Linked DNA regions of Mus musculus: region 1 is linked to region 2. Evidence: chromatin contacts called from public promoter capture Hi-C data. All regions are on one chromosome and are shown on one strand. The core of a region is the stretch at or near the end of the contact, and the rest is flanking DNA. Distances in the headings are between cores, read along the strand shown. Region 1 holds the start of Baat (bile acid-Coenzyme A: amino acid N-acyltransferase). Region 2 overlaps Plppr1 (phospholipid phosphatase related 1).

Region 1 (3,511 bases), core at 338-2,837, 360 kb before region 2:
GTGTATTCGTTCCTCAAGAGCCAGGTCAAATGTGTGTGTCTTCCTGCCTCAAAGGTCTGGACTAGAACTTCAAAAGAAGGAGGAGGAGGAGGAGGAGGAGGAGGAGGAGGAGGAGGAGGAGGAGGAGAAGAAGAAGAAGAGGAGGAGGAGGAAGGGAAGGAGGAGGGGAAGGAGGAGAAGGAGGAGGAAGAGGAGGAGGAGAAGGCGGAGGAGGGGAAGGAGGAGGGAGAGGAGGAGGAGGAGGAGAAAATCTCTCTCAGGTGAGCCCTCCATTTCTCTATTGTAGCTTATTCCAAATATAATCAAGTTAACAAGAATAGCCACCACAAGTATACCTCTTGTCAACTTGGCACACAATCATATTTTCTTAGGTCATGATTAATTTCAAAATGATAACTGTAACCAGATCACAATTAGACCTAAACATAATGTAACTACCCCACACACATTCACAACACATATATTTAACCAGGTCATACTTACCTCTAACATGATATAACTGTCCTTCATACATTCCAGATGTAGTCAAGTTGACAACAAGGAAAAGCCATCATACCTCTCTTCAACAATTCCTCTATTTTTTTCTCATTTTGTTTTTATTTTATGTATGTGGGTGTTTTGCTTGCATGTACATTCATGAACCACCTATGTGCCTCATGCTTCAAAAGTCAGAAAAGAGCATCAGATTATCTGGACCTGGAGTTACGGACAGTTATGAGTCACCGTGTGAGTGCTAGGAATATTCTTCCCCATGGAAGTACTGCCAGTGTTCCTGACCACAGAGCTGTCTCTTCAGCCCCATAATGCAATCAAATATAATTATGTTGAAATTTCCCATCAGGGTATCTGTTTTCCACTCATCGGATTTATTTGCTCCCTTTTTTTCCTACTCCTGCTGTGGCAGACTTTATTCCCAAAAGATTGCAGATGGCAGTACAAATATAAACAGAATAGTGCATGCGTATACATAGCATACCCTCTTCCCTTTCCCTTATTGCTGCTATTTAACTCACTATCAAAAAATCTCTGCTTCCTTCTCCTCATTTGAATTCTAACAGGGCCATATGCCTTCTTCACAAATATAAAATGGCTAAGACTATAGATTTCAGCTGTCTTAACTTTTGCCCTTCCAGCTGTGACGTGAAAAACCCAATCTGGATCATCTAGAAAGACCACAAGGAGGCTCCCATATCCTTGGTGTCCCCAGCTCTGTTCCAGTATTGAGAACAAACATGTGCAGGAGTGAATCCCAGATGATTCTATTCCCTTGCCTTGGAGATTTCCATGTGAAATAACACACACTGTGTCACAGAGACAGCCTCTTTTTTGTTGTTGTTTTACTCTTGTTTTTCTGAGACAGTCTCCCTATGTAGCCCAGGCTGGCTTTAACTTCCCTCCTGCCTCAGTCTCCCTAGTTCTGGGTACACAGGAGCTCTCTGCCACATTCCAGCAAAGGACGTGGTTTCAGAGGACTGTTGCTGTCAAAGACCAGAGTTTGTTAGGGCCTTTCCACACTAGAAGCCCGATGCTTTCATTTTTAGATCTTTATCTCAGGCATTTATTCAAAGTCCAAGTTCCAAGGTCTTAGTCTCTTCTCTGGGTTCAGCCTACTTATATCTGGTTGAGGAGGGAAATACTAAGATATTTTCCTCAGCTCTGACCGAATAGTCTGCATTTTTAAAAACTCTTCCATTATCTACAGTGTTGTCAGAGCCTTGGTTTGAGAGTCTCTGAGAAGTCCTGGGCATCTGTGCTGACCGACAGGGCCTCCTTCTCTAGAGCACACCACGTTCCTGAGGGTTGCTGTAAAACTACTGTAAGTGATTACTACCTCTGCCTTTCCTATGCAGCTTATCCTTTAATGAATTGCTCTGACGCCTGGTAGCTCTCTTATCTATTATCTCTTAGCTCAGCGAACTCTTGATAAGTACATGAAGTTATCATTATCTACCCGCAGAAAATCTTACATCACTTGAAAAACAGTGATATAAGAATCCTATGTTTACCAGATTTTCCTCTATTTGTCATATTTCATAGATAAACCTCATAAAACTTTTATTTTGAACAGGCTATATAGAGTTTTAACTTTTCCTAAGTTCACATATGTATCTATGTAAGTGATTAAATTTTGAAAAGGGCCTTTATATTTACCCAGATAATAAATGTGTTATTGCTCTTCATTTCTTGAAGTAGTATTTACTGAAAATGTATTTTCCCCATTTCCATTCCCCCATGGGACTTTCTTTCTTTCTTTCTTTCTTTCTTTCTTTCTTTCTTTCTTTCTTTCTTTCTTTCTTTCTTTCTCTCTCTCTCTCTCTCTCTCTCTCTCTCTCTCTCTCTCTCTCTCTCTCTTTCTTTCTTTCTTTCTTTGGTTTTTCGAGACCAGGCTGCCTCTGCCTCCCAAGTGCTGGGATTAAAGGCGTGCGCCACCGCGCCTGGCTGGGATTTACTTTCTATAGCCTTCAGGTTTGATGTGTATATTTCATAGGTAAGGAATTGTGAGCATTTTGTTTTATTTACTTGTTTTTCTCTTTCTTTTGAGCACTGTGATTGAGGGGTTATTGTCTCCTGCTTTGTTTAATGTCTTTTTGGTAGGGCCAACTGTCATTTTATGTTTGTTCTTTTCCTCTGCAATGTTTACTTTTCTCTGGCTACATTAAAATTTGCTCTCTGTGTTAAGAGTTTGATTATAATAAGAGCTGGGATTTCTGCTGGGTTTGTCCCCATATTTGTTATACTTCTTGTGACTGTAGCATGGTGGTTTTCAGTGAATTGAGGGGAAATTCAGCCCTAGTATTTTTTTTAAGATTTATTTATTATTATAAATAAGTACACTGTAGCTGTCTTCAGTCATACCAGAAGTGGGCATCAGATCACATTACAGATGGTTGTGAGCCACCATGTGGTTGCTGGGATTCAAACTCAGGACCTTTAGAAGAGCAGTCAGTGCTCTTAACTGCTGAGCCACCTCTCCAGCCCCTCAGGCCCTAGTTTTTAATAAGTATTTCCCCTTTGCTTATCTCTCATATGTCTTTCTAAGGGGCCAATTATTAGAGAATATATTCAGTATATTAAGCCATAAATATTTTCCTGTGTTTCCTGTGTCTCAAGTTCTCTAATCTTTTATCTTGATTTTTCCTCTTCATAGTTTAGCTTGAGCTGTTCTTATGTCTGCTTGGTGCCTTTTATTTGCTGTCTGGTAATTCCAACGTCTGGGCTATTTCTCTTTCTATAATAATGATTCTTTTTTTCTTGGATTCTATAATTTTAAATAACTTTTATGCAACTCAATGAAAAATAAATCCTGCGTGTGTTGTATATAAACAATATCTGAAAGGGGTAGGGCAATGATATTGCTTAGTGGGTAGAAGCACTTGCTGCCTACCTAGCCTAACAAGCTGAGTTCCATGTCTGGGGGCCACAGGATTGAAGGAGAGAGTCAACTCCCATCAACTATCACAGAAACTTTCTCTCTCTCTCTCTCTCTCTCTCTCTCTCTCTCTCTCTCTCT
Region 2 (3,728 bases), core at 286-2,785:
GTGTGTGTGTTATTTAGCTTGTATTTCTGTATCACAGTTCATTAGTAGAAGCAGTCAGAGCAAGAACTGAAAGGGAGCAGGATCCTAAAGGCAGGAACTGGTGCAGAGATCATGGAGGAGTGGTACTCCAGGCCTGCTCCTCCTGGCTTGCTCAGCCTGTTTTCTTATAGAACCCAGGACCACCTGTTCAGGGCGGTGCCACCCGTAAGCAACTGGGTCCTCCCACATCAATTACTGATTCAGAAATGCTCTGCAGCCTGAGGTTTTTCCTCAACTGAGGTTTCCTTTTCTCTGATGACCAGTTTGTGTCAGGTTGACAGAAAAACTAGCCTGCACCACCCACCCCCACTCCTCTTTGGTATGACTGTGTATCATCCTATCTGAATTTGGATTCTAGATGATACTAACTTCTGGCCACAGGGCCACATTTGGGTTTTTAATGACTTCAAAGGAATATTCAAAGGCTCGTGATTCTATAGGATCTCCTTTTATATTCTTTGGAAATGTTTGAGGGGCTTGAAAGGCATCTAAGAGCCACAGTGAAATAGCGAGGATTATTTAGAACTCAGCATTAAGTGATTACCCTCATAGAGTGACTCACTATTCTTGTTGTTATTATTGTCACTCCTGGCTGAACGTAAAAAAGTTCTATGAGTAGAAAAAAGCAAGAGATCTTCTCATTAAGACAGGATATTGCTAAGTGTATATTCAAGCTATACGGCAAGAAGCATGACACACATAAGCCATATGGTCTATGCACACATTTCACCAGCAGGTTGTAAGCAACGGTTGCTAAAAGGGGCTATTATACAATATGGTTTTTTTGTGTCTCTCACATCTATGGATTTTTTTTTTACTCTCAATTCCTTGTCCTTTCATATTCCCCAATAGGGGAAAACACATATCTTTTCATCTCAACTGGCAATTTGCACTTCCGAATGTAAAATTTTCAAAAGCATTTATGTGCCCACATCTGTTGCATTCATCACCATAACCCCAGTGTTTGGCCCCTGGTAGGAACTCAATAAATAATTGTGTAATTTAAATCAGGTTCCATTTCCACAATGATCACAGCTGCCCTCTTAGGCTAAATTTATGCAAGTTGATGAAGCTATGTGTGAACACAGATAGATGTAAATGTAAGGCTGTTCTCTCCCATACATTATCCCCCAGGAGTGAGCAGGCCTCTTGGTTGTATGAGGCTTTGCTGTGGAAATGGTGGAAATGAAAGTCTTTCCTGCATTGCCAATTGGGCAGAATGTACAGAGTCTAGCATCGGCAGGCAGGCAGGCTCCTGGGTACAATGCTACAGGTACCTGGAGAGCCATCCCTAGCAACTGCTGGGCTCAGCCTAGTTGGGAAATATAATGAACTGAAAGAGTTGGCAACATAAAAGGAGACCTTCTTCACCACCTCTAAGAAGTACTGAGTAGTTAATCAAGGCAGATCATTTAAAACAACCCTCAGGTCCCTCCTGTGTTTATCAGCTTCCCCCTGCTGTGCTTTTCAATGAGAGCAGGAAAAAGAGTAACCCCTTGCTGGCCATTCCAGTCCTCATTAAATTGAGGCCAGCACAGTCAAGTACCAGGTACTTAGTCAGACATAGGCAGACGCTCAAAGACTCCATCCTGGAACCAGGTCAAGTTCACACTCCAGTTCCCACTGCTTCTTACATCCAGATCAACCTTTTTCACCCTTAGGCTGAGCCAACTCCTCACCTTCCTGCTTCCTGATGGGATTCTAGAAAGATACTGAAGGGAAAAGCAGAGTGGGGCCTTGCTCTGGTATCCCCACTCCTACCTCCCTCTCCACAGGGTCACCTGCATCAATCATAGTCCCTGCCCACAGGTTTTCTGTCAGTAAGGCTCTCCACACAGCACTGTCTATTGACCACTGAATTTCAGACCTCCGTCCTCTAGTTACATCCAGGCATACTCTATGTAGGGTTGTTATCCTGCCTGATCCACCATTTTCTGTATGAGATGTGGCAGGTTAATATTTAACTTCTCTGCTTACTTATGCTGGGAATGGCACCAGTTCCCAAGTCACATGGGTGTCGTGAGAACAAAATAACACATTTATAGCAGTTAGAACAGGGCTCAATGAAATATTAATTACTGTTATTACAGAAGCTCAGCTTGGCAAGATTCCTGGTTTTAGCCTCAGATTTGACCTTAATCTCCCATTCCCACTCTTTTATAACAAAGGAAAATAACTGTGCAGATACTTTTTTTTTAATGTCATCTCTTATTTATCTTTAACATATTACGTGAAACAAGTTAATCTATTTTTTTTTCAGGATCCTATAAGAAATTAAACTGCTAACATGGTCTTGTCCAACCCAAAGCCACAGGGAGGTCAGGTTCAAAGCCTGAAGTAAGGTCAGTCAGGGCCTCCTGAATTTTAATCTAGAGAAGTCCCCTTGGTGTCCATCTCGGGGGTGACAGCACTGATGGATTGGCAGTCACTACCAGAACATTGTGTTCAAAAATAGTGATGAAAGAGGAGTGCTGTGATTGATTACCAAGGTCTGCCAAGGGCACATAGGTTGAAATGATGACATCAGTGCCCTTGTTCTTTGTTTACTGGTCCACTCTACCTTCCCAAAGAATTAGACGAGTAATTCTTCAGCAGATATTGATAAAGCAACTTCTCTTTGTAAGCATCACAGGAGAAGGTGGAACACACATTGGGCCTTTGGACCTACTCTATCTTTGTCTCTGGTAGTTTATAATCTAGGCAGAAAGTCAAAGAAGAGAGTGACGCCCCTATTAACTCAATAGTAATTGAAAAGTGGAAAAGTTTACTGTCCCTGTTATTCACTGGTACTTTAGTAAGCACTGGAGAGTTGAAAAGAACATAACTGCACTGATATAAGGAGTCTATGAAGCAAGGGTAAGATAGCACATAGAACAAGAGGAGTTTCTACAAGTTCTGTGGGAGGGAGCTGAGTCCAAGCTCAGTTTCAGAATGGCGTGTCAGATACGCCCTGCAGGAGAGGATTGTCTGAGTGCTCAGAAAGGTGCTGACAACACAGTTCTTAATACACACCTTTCCAGTGTAGAGTCAGACATATGGTCTCTCCCTTCCCGCTATCACAAGTTTTGGGCTCTGAGACCAAACATGTCTGTACTCAGAACTTAAACACTCAATTTAATGTTCAGGGAACTGAATATCAAGTTTGCTTGATGAAATTTATGATGAGAGTGAATACTTTTAAGTCAAGATTTCTGACCCATTGAGTCCCAATAATTACCCAATAATTAGTGTCCAATTCAGTTATAGATTATACACCCTGCTACAAGTAGCTTCCTTATTCAGGTAGGTATTGGGATAGCTAATCTTGGTTGTCAATTAGACCATATCTTGAATCAACTAAACTCATACCGCTGGGAACTCCTGTGAGGGAGTCTCATGACTGGATCATTTGAAGTAAGAAAAAACCTCCCTAAATCTGGGCACACCTTCTGGTGGCAGCTTGCATAAAACAGCATGGCAAAAGGAAGCTTTTGCTTTTTGCCTGTTTGCCCCCATTTCTCTGGAAGGTTCAGCTATCCTGCTGCTAAGGCATTTCTCTGCTGGTGTTAAAACCTACTTCTTCAGGATTGCAAAGTAAAGTGAAGGCCAGCAGCGCTGGGAATCCTTCAGGCCTCCAGCACTAACTTGGCCCTGACTCAATTCTTGGTCTTTCTGTCAAGAGACAGACAGACATTCTACCCAAGTCGGAG

The links. Promoter capture Hi-C pulls out the DNA fragments that hold promoters and counts their contacts.
Region 1: a promoter capture Hi-C map of liver shows a contact between it and region 2, with 5 times the contacts expected there. The contact joins the promoter of Baat here to the enhancer-like site in region 2. A contact is called at or near these places in 5 of 39 promoter capture datasets (embryonic stem cells, liver, pre-B cells and 1 more), 2 of 15 datasets of contacts at CTCF or cohesin (large pre-B cells and pro-B cells), 4 of 484 Hi-C or Micro-C datasets (the AML12 cell line, embryonic stem cells and pro-B cells) and 1 of 115 datasets of contacts at active chromatin or transcription factors (embryonic stem cells).

The regions. Positions count from the first base shown.
Region 1 is chr4:49,504,634-49,508,144 of GRCm38.p6, reverse strand. It overlaps Baat (bile acid-Coenzyme A: amino acid N-acyltransferase), which reads left to right and starts at 1,587. Exons shown (of 4, transcript NM_007519.3): 1 at 1,587-1,816.
Region 2 is chr4:49,147,763-49,151,490 of GRCm38.p6, reverse strand. The region is part of intron 1 of Plppr1 (phospholipid phosphatase related 1); the gene reads right to left. Among named protein-coding and RNA genes, the nearest start is that of Plppr1, 90 kb to the right of the region's middle. Within about 2 kb of position 1,535, at least 6 of the 459 cell types and tissues checked have an H3K27ac peak or open chromatin away from gene starts, as enhancers often do. A contact at or near this core is called in liver, where this site is marked.